Regions from separate parts of the Mus musculus genome. Here regions 2 and 3 are each linked to region 1. Evidence: chromatin contacts called from public promoter capture Hi-C and targeted proximity ligation data. All regions are on one chromosome and are shown on one strand. The core of a region is the stretch at or near the end of the contact, and the rest is flanking DNA. Distances in the headings are between cores, read along the strand shown.

Evidence for each region. Capture Hi-C pulls out chosen DNA fragments and counts their contacts.
Region 2: a contact with region 1 is called in a promoter capture Hi-C map of liver. A contact is called at or near these places in 9 of 39 promoter capture datasets (the C10 cell line, cranial neural crest, erythroid cells and 6 more), 28 of 484 Hi-C or Micro-C datasets (B cells, CD4 T cells, CD8 T cells and 18 more), 7 of 130 datasets of targeted methods (the SCID.adh cell line, effector CD8 T cells, embryonic stem cells and 4 more) and 3 of 9 other capture datasets (adipose tissue, liver and pancreatic islet).
Region 3: a targeted proximity ligation map of pancreatic cancer cells shows a contact between it and region 1. A contact is called at or near these places in 3 of 39 promoter capture datasets (the 3T3-L1 cell line, the SN4741 cell line and neural stem cells) and 4 of 130 datasets of targeted methods (embryonic stem cells, large pre-B cells, pancreatic cancer cells and 1 more).

Annotation. Positions count from the first base shown.
Region 1 is chr19:7,203,677-7,208,410 of GRCm38.p6, reverse strand. It overlaps Otub1 (OTU domain, ubiquitin aldehyde binding 1), which reads left to right and starts at 2,127. Exons shown (of 7, transcript NM_134150.2): 1 at 2,127-2,209; 2 at 3,960-4,021; 3 at 4,255-4,353. The coding sequence starts at 2,152.
Region 2 is chr19:6,919,554-6,924,159 of GRCm38.p6, reverse strand. Esrra (estrogen related receptor, alpha) reads left to right here and starts at 2,352. Exons shown (of 7, transcript NM_007953.2): 1 at 2,352-2,538; 2 at 3,761-4,097. The coding sequence starts at 3,773. Catsperz (cation channel sperm associated auxiliary subunit zeta) reads left to right here. Exons shown (of 5, transcript NM_001039494.2): 3 at 561-637; 4 at 793-859; 5 at 1,500-1,734. The coding sequence ends at 1,609.
Region 3 is chr19:7,605,156-7,609,673 of GRCm38.p6, reverse strand. It overlaps Lgals12 (lectin, galactose binding, soluble 12), which reads left to right and starts at 2,481. Exons shown (of 10, transcript NM_001356574.2): 1 at 2,481-2,547; 2 at 2,851-3,012. The coding sequence starts at 2,944.

The DNA of each region.
Region 1 (4,734 bases), core at 878-3,377:
GAGATCTGACTCCCTCTTCTGGAGTGTCTGAAGACAGCTACAGTGTACTTACATATAATAAATAAATAAATCTTTAAAAAAAAAAAGAAAGGAAAAAAAAAAGTTATAACTGGCTGGGCATGGTGGCACACACCTTTAATCCCAGCATTCAGGAGGCAGAGTCAGGCGAATTTCTGAGTTCAAGGTCAGCTTGGTCTATAGAGTGAGCTCCAGGACAGCCAGGGCTACACACACAAACCCTGCCTCGGAAAAAAAAAAAAAAAAAGTTATAACTGAGGCTCTGGCTTCCAATTTCTCACTATAGAAGGTCTTTCCATGACCACAGTCCATTAGCACTCATGGGACTGCCAGGTTGAGTGGCTTACAACTATTGTTAACTCCACCTATATCCTTCGATGCCCGCTTCTAGCTTTCCCAGGGACCAGTCTTTCATGTGGTACATATATATACACAGATAAATCTTCAAAATATATATAAATAAAGGAGGTGGGCTGGCAAGATGGCTCAATGGGTAAAGTGTTTGCCACACAAATCTGACAACCTTTGTTCCATCTCCAGGACCCATGTAAAAGTGGAGAGAATGGGTTTTATAAAATTGTGCTCTTTCACACAAGCACTTTGGCACACACAGCCTTCCACACACTATAGACACAATAATAAAAATTTTAACAAAGGAATGATAGCTGATGACAAAGGACACGATTTCTTTTTGGCTCCTTCCCCCCTTTTATTTTTTCTGTTTTTGTTGTTTTTTGAACAGGGTTTCTTTGTATAGCAATCCCCCCTTTTGTTTTTATTTATTTATTTATTTTGATACAGGGTTTCTCTATGTAGTCTGTGAGTCTGAAACTCACTGTGTAGACCAGGCTGACCTCTACTCAGAGATCCACATGCCTCCCTAGTGCTGGAATTACCATGCCTAGTCTGTACTTGATTTTTCTAAAATTTTTTTGGTTTTTCAAGACAGGGTTTCTCTGTGTAGCCCTGGCTGTCCTGGAGCTCACTCTGTAGACCAGGCTGGCCTCGAACTCAGAAATCCTCCTGCCTCTGCCTCCCAAGTGCTGGGATTAAAGACATGGGTCACCACAGCCCGGCCTGATTTTTCTAAATCTTTAAGAGTGCTTTCCACCCTGGCCTCCAGTTACCTGGACTGGTAGACCGACCATACAGGAGCTGGAGTTGGGACTAGTAAGGACAGAGAACTGATATTCTGGAGGGTAAAAGGAATCTGTGTGGCTCAGTGATGGCTATAGCCAGGCTACCAAGAAGTAAATGCCTTTTCCTGCAAACGCTCTGGTGTTTGCTTTTCAGGGTACACAGGGCCTGCAAATGGGAATGTCCATTTCTCAGAATGGAGACATAACTCAAAGAAAATGGGTAGCTTCGGCAAAAATTAGCAAAGATGGCCACTTTTTGGCTCAGGTTTTGTTTGGTTTGGTCTGGTCTGTTTGAGACAGGGTCTCTTGTAGCCAAGCCTTGCCTGAAACTCCACGATTACCTTGAACGCCGGATCCTCCATTCTTTCTCCACCTTTCACATGTTCGGATTATGGACTCAAATTCTTGCTTTTAAGTGGCTCTGCTTTCTCAAATACGAGGACATATAGCCTAAAGTTAGGTCGAGGGTTTTGGTTTTGGTATCAAGGGAAGATGCTCCCCGTGCTGGAAACAGGTCTTTACAGCTTTAGAGAACAGGCTCAGTGGTGAGAGGCGAGAGGCCGCGAAGGCTCCGAAGGGCGTCAGGAGGTTGTCACCACTTCCTGTCTCGAGGTGGCTCTGCGCTCCGCACTGCAGCTACCGTCCTGTACCTTGAAAGTACGCGCAGCTGGGATTAACCTTCTAGTGACTTTAATTCCATCTTGTTCCTTATCTTAGTTACACAACCTGCGTTTCAAACTTCAGTATACAGAAAACAGAAATGACTCGAGGAGGTCCTTAGCCCCGCAGGACCTTTGGGAAAGTGGAATGTGGAAGCGCGCGTGGCGTCCCCCCAAGCTCTCCAGGGCAGCAGGAGCAGCCCAGGCCCTGACGACTGCCAAAGGGAGCCTGTTGCTAGGGGCGTTGCGAAGGAGGGGCCACAAGGAGGGGCTCCCTTCCGGGAGGAGGGCAATTAATAACCCGGAAGCGATCGCCAGTGCGGCGCTGTTTAAAGATGGCGGCGGAGGAACCTCAGCAGCAGAAGCAGGAGCCACTGGGTAGCGACTCCGAAGGTACGAACGGAGGGAAGGATGTCCTTCCCGGGCTAGCGGGGGCAATCCACGGCCCGCCGTTCCCGAGGAACTCGGGGAGTCAGGGCCCTGGGGAGTAGGCGCAGCGTGCGACCGAGCCCTTCCCCGCGTCTCCTCCCCTCCCCCTCACAATGGAAGCAGGGCCGCGGCGACCCCCGGCCGGGCGGGGCGGCCGGGGCCGGGGCTCGGCCTCTCGCGCACGCCTGGGGCGGGGCCTGGGCCGCCCCGCCTCCGCCGGTCCCGTGGCCTCGGCCGGCTCCCACAGTCAGCCCGCCGGAGACCTAGCAGTCAAGCCGAGGCCTAGGCCGGGGCCGAGCTGCTGAAAGGCGTTGAGGAACGCCGGGCTTCCAAGGACGAAGTCCCTGCTGGGCCGTTCGGGATGCCATTGGCGGCTCTTTGCCTTAGAGCTTGTGCTGGCCTTACAGCACCTTTGAGCGGATCCAGGCATTGTTTTCCTAGATTCTTGGTCTTTAAAAAAAGACAGAAACCAGTCACACCTTCTCCCTGTCTCCCGAGAACTTGAGCTCTAGGGGTTGAGTAAGTCTGTTGAGTGGGAGGGACAGTCCTGTTGTAGGACATGGTGGGAAGCTCAGCTGAGAACCTAGGATAACCAGGCCCCAAAGGATTGGCTTTAAAAAGCCAGTCATACTCGCACACCCTACTCTAACTCCACACTATATTCTAGAGGTTGAGGACTAGGAAACCCAGATACGCAGAAAGAAATTGTTCTCCATCACATCTAAGAAGGATCCAAGACTAGAAACTCCTACAATAGCTGCTTAGAGTCCTCAGAACGAACGTCCCGAATCCGTGGATGACTCTAGAGAGTGCTTAGGTAGTAGTTGCTGCTGGCAGGATCCCAGCATATTTTGATGATGGGAGCAAGGTGATGGCATTAATCCATTCTAGAGGTGAGGGGAGAGGACTTTGGCAAGTGACATGTCCAAGAGCTCAGACTGGAATTTTACAAATGTGGACTTGACCTTGGACAAGATGGAGTTACCTCTGGTTTTTGTTTTTTGTTTTTTAATTTGGAAAATGAACAATACAGGGGACCACAGAAGGACAAAGGGCGTGTCTCAGTAAAGTGCATGCTTACAGGATGCACTCATTCTTCCTAGGGCTCCACCCCTTCATCCTGCTTTCTCCCAGAGCTCCCTTCCCCAGAGCATTCCCTAGATGCTACACAGTGCTTTTAGAAGGCAGGGAGGAAGGAATATCGGGGCTGCAAGAGAGCTTTGGGGGTGATCTTTACTTGTCATTTTACTTATTTATTTATATTTATATTTACTTATTTCTTGAGGTTGCTAGGGCTTCACACCTGCAGGACAAATATATCTTTACCACTGGGTCTCAAGCCCAGCCCTATTTTTTTTTTCTTCCAAGATAAAGGCTTGCTATATTTCCAGAGCTGATCTCTAACTCCTAGGCTTCTTAATCCTGCTCTGGTCTGTAATTGCTCCCTTGTTTACTTTTATTTTTTTAGAGATTAGCTATATAGACTTGTGGTCTTCCTGCCTCAGCCTCCCAAATGACACCACACTTAGCTACTTTCTCCAAAAGATGAGGAAATGAGAACTCAAAGAAGGAAGAACTTTGCTAAGAATACACAGTGGGGTGTAAGGCATAGGGTTCCAGATTCCAGACCTGTTCTGCCAAAGCTGCCTGCCATAGAGATAGCCAGACCCCATAGGAACCCTTGGTTGGCACTTCTTTTTTCTCCTTTTTCTAGGTGTTAACTGTTTGGCCTATGATGAAGCCATTATGGCTCAGCAGGACCGAATTCAGCAAGAGGTGAGGTGCCGAAGAAAGTTGGGGAGGGAGTAGCTGAGGGCTTTGTGGTGGGGATGCATAGTCAGGGCCTGAGACCTAGTGTCTGTTTTGAAGCCCTCCCCTCTCGAGTCTCTCAAGTCTCTGAGTCTACTTTAGGCACTCTATGCTTTTGTGGGGTTGCTGTGCTGCTGGATGGCCACCACCCCGTTTGTAGGTGTTAGGCGTGGCTTCCTCAGTCTCCTGCCTCCCTGCAGATTGCTGTGCAGAATCCTCTGGTGTCAGAGCGGCTGGAACTCTCAGTCCTGTACAAGGAGTATGCTGAGGATGACAACATCTACCAACAGAAGATCAAGGTGGGATCCTGGCCAGAGGGGCAGGAGGGAGCCTGTTTCAGCCCTGCTTCTTGTCAGGCCTAATGTCTGAGAGGGTCGGGTGTTGGGCGGGGACACACCTCCTATTGCTAGTTCTTGAAGTGTGGCCTCTGGACTGAGACCTCATTCATATCAGATTACCACTCAGCAGCTGTCTTCTTGACAGGTCCTTCAGTGTCTCTGAGCCCTGGGTGTCCTCATCTGTAAAATAGGGACAGTGAAAGCATCTGCCTGTAGGGTGGCTGTAAGGTTGAGGTAGGTGATGCTCAGGTGGGACCAGGTGCAGGCTGGGCGGGCACTGACAACTCAGTAGCCTGCCAGGGGCCAAACTTGCTGGTGTTGGGATGGGTAGATTGGTCACAG
Region 2 (4,606 bases), core at 1,103-3,602, 280 kb after region 1:
CCGTCCGTTTCCACCTTCATCAAGCAATGAGTACTGATAAGAACCCAGTATTCAGGAAGCTGTGAATTCAAAGCTAGCCCGGTCTAGATACCAAGTTCCAGGATAGTTAGGTCCACACTGTGGGAACATGTCTAAACAAACAAGAGTGATACAGATATAACAATTGATTTATATTAAACTTGTTACATAAGCATAGGACTTCTTGTACTGTGACCTTTGCATGGCACAACTGCCATAAGAGACTGTTCTGGACTGAGGAACATAGCTTACTGGTAGAGTTCTTTCGTAGTTTATACAATGCCCTGCATTCAGTTCCCAACAATACACTTTCAGAGGGCACACAATTCTCACAAGAGGGAATTCCTATGAATGACTCCAAGTCTCACACAGCGGGACAGTTGGTTCTGGATCTCAGCCGGGTGGGATTCTAAAGCCTAGGGCTGAAACCAGTGTCCCCTATGACCTTTGATGCAGGGTGTAGCTGCAGCTATTCCCTGAACCCCACTCCCACCATGACCCAGGAGCCTGACCAAGACCGATTTCTCTCTTCATTTCTCCAGCATCGTCTACTTCAGAATCACTAATATTCAGCCTATGGAAGCCACATCGAACCTACTGGACAGAGCAGCAGAACAGGGTTGGAGGATACTACTGGGGAGACTACTGGGGTTGAGTAGTGGGCAGCAGCAGATGGGCAGGTTTCAGGAAAGTGGGGCAGGCAAGCTGGGGAGGTCATGTGGGGACCACTTCAGCTTTCCATGGAACTGGTTGAGTCTCTTGTTGCTTTTCCAGCTGCCTCTGCCTCTGATGGAGCTCATGGAGACTGAAGTTCTGGATATTCTCAAAAAAGCCCTCATCAGTGAGCACTCCACCCCCACCCCCACCCCAGCTTCCACAAAAGATCCTGGTGGCTTTGGCAGGGCTTGGGGCTGTGGAGTTTCAGGATATGTAGTCTTGTCAGATCCCCTTAGCACTCACAAGGATGCCCTAAAAATTAAAAGTCAAGAGAGTAGGCACAGGCCGACTCAATGGAGTGAGTGACTCAGAGGACTTAAAATAAGCCCCTTTCTAGCAAGTCTGTTTTCTCTGCTTGTTCAGTGGAGTGACAGCCTTTGGGTAGCTTTGCTTCACTCCCAGGTGTGGGAGCTGTGACACATCGGGATTTTTTTTGGGTAAATGTACTGGATATTGGATTATCTGCGTAACCTTCTGCTCATGGTATATGAGCACATAGAGGGAAGAAAGGGCCAGATAACTAGTTAGAGTGAGCGGCTCAGGAGGAGGTTGGGTCTCACTGCCTCTGTTCAGGCTTGCAGCAACTTCTTCAGCCTTCTTCCCCTCCATTCTTCACATCGCACCTAGGAGACCCAAAATTCCCCAAACTAACACAGATCCAAATCCAGCACTAAATGCCACCTCAAATCACCTGTGGTTCCTCAAATGGGGGAAGCCCTTTGCTGCTGTTCATGGCCCTGAGCTCAGCTCTTCCCTCTCCCTAGCATATAGGTCCACGATTGGCAGGAACCACTTCATGACTAAAGAGCTGCAGGGATACATCGAAGGGATCAGGAAGCGCAGGAACAAGAGGCTGTACTTTTTGGATCAGTGAACCTCCAGCTCAAGTGGCCGACGAGACGTCCGCTCCGTGTCCTTTCCGGTCCCTCGAACCCAAGCTCAACCTCATCTGCATGGAATTTGAATCCTAGAGAAATTAAAGAGTCTATGCATGGTCCCAGAGTCAGTGCGTGGCTGCTTGCGTGAGGCGGACGCACGTGGCCCCGCCTTTCCCCGTGACCTTCATTCGGTCACCGCAGTGACCTTGAGTTTTGTCCGCTCGTGTCTCACCTCTGCCTTTGAGGAACTCGCAAACCAGGGCTACTTGCATGTTTTAGGTCTGCTTCTCCACTTGAGGGTCCTCAGGGGTGCTGATCTACCAAATCTGTCAAGTGTCCCATCAACATAATGGGGTGGGGTGGGGAGCAGCACCCTGTTAGGCCCCACCCCTTATGCATATGCAGTTACATAAACCCGCCTTTCATTTACATACACGTTCAACGCCCTCACAGAGTGAGTTCACTGAACAGCTACGCCCACTCTTATAAGGCAGAGCACCGCCCTCCTTCGTGATGCAAGGGTGCTCCGGCTTCTCTCCCGCACCAGTTCCTAGTCTTCGCTCCTCCCCTAGGTTCAGGCCCCGCCCACAGGAGGCCGCGCACGCGTGTGTATCGACAAGGCCTGCCCGCTGTCCTCCGGGTACGCAGGCGCCGCCGCCTCCCTCGGATATTAGCATAGGGCACCTGGCCCCACCCCCTGTTTTGCATGCGCAGGCCGGCCCCGCCTCCGCTGTCAGCTGGAGGAAGCGGAGTAGGAAGCAGCCGCGATGTCCTTTTGTGTCCTACAAGCAGCCAGCGGCGCCGCCGAGTGAGGGGGGACGCAGCGCGGCGGGGCGGTGCGGCCGGAGGAGGCGGCCCCCGCTCACCCCGGCGCTCCGGGCCGCTCGGCCCCCATGCCTGCCCGCCAGCCCTGCCGGAGCCCAAGGTCCGGGGGCGGAGGGGAAGGCGGCCGCGGGGGTGGGCGGGCGCGGCGGGGGCCATGTGCAAGCGCGGGCGGGGGGCGGGCTGCGGGCGGGGTCGCGCCTGGTGCGTCGGCCGGGTCAGGACTGGCTTCAGGTCCTGGCCTCCAGTTAGCCTCGGGCCTTGGAGCGAGTCCCCGGGCAGCGTTCAGATCGATCCTTGAGCATTGCGGGAGTCCTCGGGGTGGGCTGGAATTGAAAGGGTCCCTTGAGGCCACGTGGGGGCGCTTGCAGGGGCTTTGGGCCACCCTCCTCTCTGGGTCATAGGTCATCGTAGCGCGAGGGAGAACTTCTTCCTTGTCGCCTCTTCTTACTTCCTGATAACCTGATAGAAGTCCCCCGCGGGCAATGGGGGGAGGGGAGATTAGTAACTTCAGGCAACTTCCCATAGGTGTGCGCAGGTTAATGGGGGGTGGGGGGCGGCCCTGGAGGTCGCGAGAGGTGGTGAACTCTGCGGTAGCTGGAGTGTAAGAATGAACCTTGCAGGTTTGGGGTGCAAAAGAGGTGGAGCCGCGCCCTGCACGGCGTGGCTGGACTGGGCTTGCTAAAGCTGGAGGGGGTGGCGTGTCAGAGGTGAGAGACTCCCTTACAAGAGTGTGGTGAGGGATTAGAAGACTTGAGTGTGAGTTTGCTTATTGAGTGTGCTCTTTTGCTGGGAGTATGTGAGAACTTGGGACTGGTTAAAGGCCATGTGTGAGTGGAAGGTTCCCAGGAGAGTGTGAGCATGTGTGGACATGTGGAAACTCCTGAGAGAGTGGCCATATCCTTTGCCTCCGCCCCCCTTGGCCCCCCTTAGCCCCCTCCCGGTTCCTCAGTATGCTCTTGAATACTTGAGAGTACCTCCTGGAGTACATCTGGAGAAAACTGAGGAGAGGATCATGCTTATGCTCGGGGTTGAGAGTTGCCTGCAGGTTGAGGTTAGCCTGCTTCCTGGCTTGGGTGGGAGCTAGACTTGCCAAGCCGCTCCCAGGTTCCCAAGAGGAAGACCTGCTGTCAGTTACTGGCCTCAGAGGCTCTGGAGACTCTGTTCCCATGGCGACAGCTGGGGGCCCTCTTCATGGGCAGCCCTTCCTTGGACTCTGCCTCCTCCTTCTCCTTGGCTGAGCCTGGAAGCCTGGCTTAGTCCCAGTGTTGCCCAACCTATGTGGCAGGGTGCCTCCCTGTGACCCTGATGGTCTTTCCCTGCAGGTGACCAGCACCATGTCCAGCCAGGTGGTGGGCATCGAGCCTCTCTACATCAAGGCAGAGCCAGCCAGTCCTGACAGTCCAAAGGGTTCCTCAGAGACTGAGACTGAACCCCCGGTGACCCTGGCCTCTGGTCCAGCTCCAGCCCGCTGCCTTCCAGGGCACAAGGAGGAGGAGGATGGGGAGGGGGCAGGGTCTGGTGAGCAGGGCAGTGGGAAGCTAGTGCTCAGCTCTCTACCCAAACGCCTCTGCCTGGTCTGTGGGGATGTGGCCTCTGGCTACCACTACGGTGTGGCATCCTGTGAGGCCTGCAAAGCCTTCTTCAAGAGGACCATCCAGGGTGAGCCCCTACCCCCACCCCCTGCTTCTGTGCCCTTTGCCCTGTACCCTTTGGGCCTGGCACTAATTGGTACAGTGCTGCATGCAGGAGGCCCTGAGCCTGTCTGTTGCTGCTTGAGTCAGCAATATGAAGTTTGAATTTCCTTGTTCTTCCTGGGACATCATTTTATTTAAGGGCTATAGCTGAGGTTAGTAGAATGCTTGCCTAGTTTACAGGAGGCTCTAGGTTCTGTCCTTAGCACCATATAAGTCAGGTGTGGTGTTGGGTACCTAAAATCTCAGCACTTTGGAATGGAACTAGGAGCATCAGAGATTCAAGGTCATCATTGACTACATAGTAAGCTGAAGGACAACTTGGGCTCTGTGAAAGCCTGCTCCCTCCCCTCAAAAGGGTGGGGTGAAGCTGGGCAGTGGTGGCTCATACCTTTAATCCTTGCACTGGTGAGGCAGAGGCAGGTGGATCTGTGAGTTTGAGGCCAGCCTGGTCTACAGAGTGAGTTCCAGGACAGT
Region 3 (4,518 bases), core at 1,232-3,731, 400 kb before region 1:
CACATCAGATCCTCTCCCCAGACTCTTATCACATGAGCTTGTTTTACTCAATCAAGCTATAAAATGCATCAAGGTATCACATGTACCTTACAAAGACTTTCTTTTTTCCCTAAGATTTATTATTTATATATATACACACACATGCATACATACACTGTAGCTGTCTTCAGACACACCAGATGAGGGCATCGAATCCCATTACAGATGGTGTGAGTGACAATGTGGTTGCTGGGAGTTGAACTCAGAACCTCTGGAAGAGCAGTCAGTGCTCTTAACCACTGAGCCATCTCTCCAGCCCTTACAAAGACTTTCAATGTGGTCATAGCCAATCTTTGTTTAGCTTACTTTATATTTTATTGTGCATTTTTACCAAATAGTGCTGTGCTTAAATTTGCCTAAAATAAACTACTCAGAGTCAGACTTGCAAAGTTTGAACCAACACTAGCTACTTAGAAGTGTTGGACGGAATTACCTTCTTGCTTCCTAAGGGTCATTACTCTGCTGCCTGTGGTGGTTACAGAGACCTATACACACCCTAATATTACTGTAGAGATTGTAAACTGTGTGTTCATACCATGATTTATTTATTGATCCAATGATAAAGCTACTGGGGTGGATAGGTTTGATTGTCTGCTTTTCTTCCCTTGACTGAAACAGGCACTGAAAAGGAACTGAATTGTGTCTTGGTATGCTCACACATGAGAGTCCATAAGACTTAATACCCTAGGGTGCATATAATGTTCAGCATATAATGCTCTAATATAAAAAACCAGGACCTTTTCTAACTGACAGTATCAATTTCATTTCTACCAGCAGTATGTTAGAGATCTAATTTATCTAATAGATATCTAATTTATAGCACACACAGCATACACTACACATAAATAAAAGTAATAATGAATGGATACCACAAGAACCGTGGGGTGGAAGACCCATGGGGTGGAAGGTAGTTGGTAATATTCGTTCATGAAAACCTAACACAAGACATGGTGGACCTTGTTCGTCGCTGGAAAGGGAAAAAAAAGTTCTTATATGATGAGAGAAATTACTATTCATACTGAGAAAAATGAAACTGGACTACCTAATACCCACATACATAAAAATAATTCCAGCTAAGCTGAATGGTGGTGGGCCAGCTGCCAACTTTGTCCATTCGTCCTGACTAGTTTTTCTCCTAATGTTCACACCCTCTAATTATTCCATCAAGTGTCCAGATGTTGTCAACTGACTCCCAGGTGAAGAAGGTCCCTTTCTTGGTCTGCGGAATGGATTCTTAAGGTATTCTGCAATCGTCCAAGACCCTCCCAGCAGAGACAACTGTATGAGAACAAGGCTGGCTGCCAACCCACAACAGAGGTCCCAGACAACACTTTGATCTTGAACTTCTAGAACAGAGACAAAATAGAGTTCTGTTGTTTACACCCCACCCAATCTGTTGTATTTTGTTATGACAACCCAAGTAAATGAGTGCACCCTCCTCCCTCATTTCCCAGCAGGGCTGATGTGGGGTGGGGGAAGGGCACCACTAGCCTTGGGGACCCAGATCTGACTACAGTGCAGGGCACTATAGCCTGGCTCAACTGGTCTCTCCACCTGCCGTTTCTCCTCCCCACTGTGGCGAACATATCTCTTTCTGAACACACCCAGGATTGGATTTCCCACAGAAACACCTTCAGCTCTCCTGCCACACCTACCCAGCCACAGCTGAACAAACTCCTTGCTTGGCACCCAAAGTGCTTTCAGTTAGAACCCAAGTCAGGGTTTCTCATTAATGCTCAGTAGAATTGCCTGCAAGGCCATTTCCTGGACTTCACTCCCAAAGAGCTTTCTCCAGTAGGTCCCGGGGTGGAGACGCCACAGTTCACCTTTCTGGCAAACTTCTAGGTGGGGAGATCAGGTGAGGTAGACCTGCCCAATCCCTCCGCCAGGCCCCTCACATGGCGCTCTTATCCCTGGAACGACTGTACCAACACCCTGTGTAGCTGACATACCAGGAATTCCCTGCTGCCAAGTCTGACCCCATAGTTAGATCAGGAAACCTCCCAACGTAGGCTAAAGTTGAGGAGTTATGCTATTTTGAAAGAGGAACTTTAACTGGAATCTGAGCCAGGCCTAGAGGCCTCTCCTAAAACAGCAATATGGGTCCAGGCTCAAACACAAAGCCCAGCCATGGTCACCCTTGTGACACCGGGATGAACAAAGGGAGGCTCAAGGAGAAGTGACTTGTGGAAGGACACAGCATGTAAGAGCAGAGGCTGTGTTCCCTCTAGCCAGTGCTGCTTTGTCTGAGACCAAGGGAGCCCTCCTCTGCCTGGCCTTTGTCACTCCACTTTCTTGTGACCCTAGCTGGTCCCTGGCATTTGCAGCTAATGCTGAAATGGCCTCAAGGGACTGAACAACTTGGGGGAAAGGGGAAGAGAGGGGAAAGCAACCAGGGAATGAATGCGGGAGGAGCCAGGAACCTGGGGGCGGGGCCTCTTAAGGAACCTGCACACGTGTACCACCAGCAGCAGCAGCTTCCCTTCCTACTATCCGCTGAAGGCCCAGGTGAGCCCCAGGAAACAAAAGCCCTCGCTGAAATGAGCCGGCCCTAGGCTTCCCTTTGAAGTGGCCAAGTGCTTCAGACACAGACACAGATGGGCTAGTTAGCAAGTCCATGAGTGAGTGCCAGCTACCCGCCCCTGGACGCGCGGGAGTTTCTGCTAGCAGGTCCAGTCCAGCAAAGCTGCTGCTGTACCATCATAGCGGGGGTTGATGTGGTTCCTAGAGGTGGGCCAGTGCCCCTCCCAGGTCGGCTCCAAGAAGCATTAGAACTCCATAGCGAACAAGTAAGACTAACAGCTTGGATAGCTGTTGCAGAGGCTGGGAAAAGTGAGTCCATTCCGTGGGGAATCGCGTTGCTGGAATCAGGATCAGAGGCTGAGTTGAAGTTGCCCCTCCCCCATGTCAACTGACGAACACCTGGACCCGATTCCTGACAGCTTCATCCTGCAGCCGCCAGTCTTCCACCCGGTGAGTAAGCGTAATAAAACGACCAATCAGCTAAATTCCAGCCTGCAAGTGATTGGTCGGGCTTCCAGGATCCTTGCCTATTCAATACGCCTCTTCTGGGATAGATGGCTAGAAGAATGGAGGTGGATTGCTATGAGGGACACTAATGACTAAGGGCAGCCCCTTCTCCAAGCCTGAGGGAAACCCTCCTAGTCAGGGAGAATGTGGATTCCTCTCTCCCTCCCCCTGTTCAGTGCCCAGGAGACTTTCTGAAGCCCAGCCACGTTTTCAGAAGGCCAAACTCCCAGCAGGCACTACCACTAATGAGCACTAATTATTACTTTCCCCTGCTTGGTTCTCTCCTCCTTAGAGACCTCCATCAGAGCAGTTAATTAACACATTCTGCCAAGAGCCTGGGAACTGGAAGCCACTGGGCTGCCTGCCAAGCTGCCATGCCATGTAGAGATCCTGGCCTCTGGCTCCTCCCCCACCCCCACCCCCGCCCCCCAGGTGCCTGAGCAACAGGGCTGAAGCACCTGAAACCTCCTAGGTCCCCACAGCCTGTTGCTTCGCAAGCTAAGACCGCCACCTGGAGGGCTCCTCGGAGTGGTCTGGGCTCTCTGATTGCCACTGGGAGTTGACAAGCCACCTATAAGGGCTGACCCTGTGACACTGCCCCAGGTTCCCCTTCCAGCTTGTCTGCACACCCTCTGTGGAGCACCCACTGTGCTGAGCCTGCTGAAGAGAAAGACAGGGCTCCAATTATCTTATTCAGTGATCCTAATGGAAAAACAGCCAGCCAGCTCCTGTACATGAGGGACCAAGGGCCAAGCTAGCATTGTGAGTGAAGACTCTGAGAACTCAGAAGAGGGAAAGCAAAACGGTGTCAGGATGGAGGAACAGGAAAAAGTGGAAGGGAGCAGACCCAGCAAAAGTAGAGTAGAAAGTGTGTCCATACTTCAGGAAGGCCAGACAGCCTCTGTATGAGGAAAGATGGGCCCCAAGAGATGGGCCTGGTCCCTAGTCACCGTTAGGTATCTCCAAAGAGAGTCCACATCAGGGCCAACTTGCTCCCAACTTCTTCATTCTTTTTTCCTCTTAGCTCCTAAACTCTGGGCATTCACCAGCCCTCAGCAGCTTCCTTCCCAGATGGCACCCAGTGAAGTGACAAACCACAGTAGCACAGCAACCTGGTGTGCCTCAGCTGGGTGGTGCTCTGACAGGGCTGTGGAGCTGATTAGGGTTCCCTGTGTCATATAGCTTTGGCATGTCTGCCCAAGAAAGAAGAGCTTTGGAAAGAACTGGGCTGGGTCACTAGAGTAACAAATTGATGGGATGTAGGGTTGCCATGGAAACAAGTCTCTGGGCAAGTCTGTGAGGTATTATCTCAATCCCATTAATCAAGGTAATGAGAGTCACCCTAAGTGTAGGGTGGCACCACCCCATGAGCTGACCCCTGGTCTGAATAAAAGGCAGGCATGAGGCTAAGTAAGCAACAGCTGCCACTGCACCCTGCTTCCTGCCTGG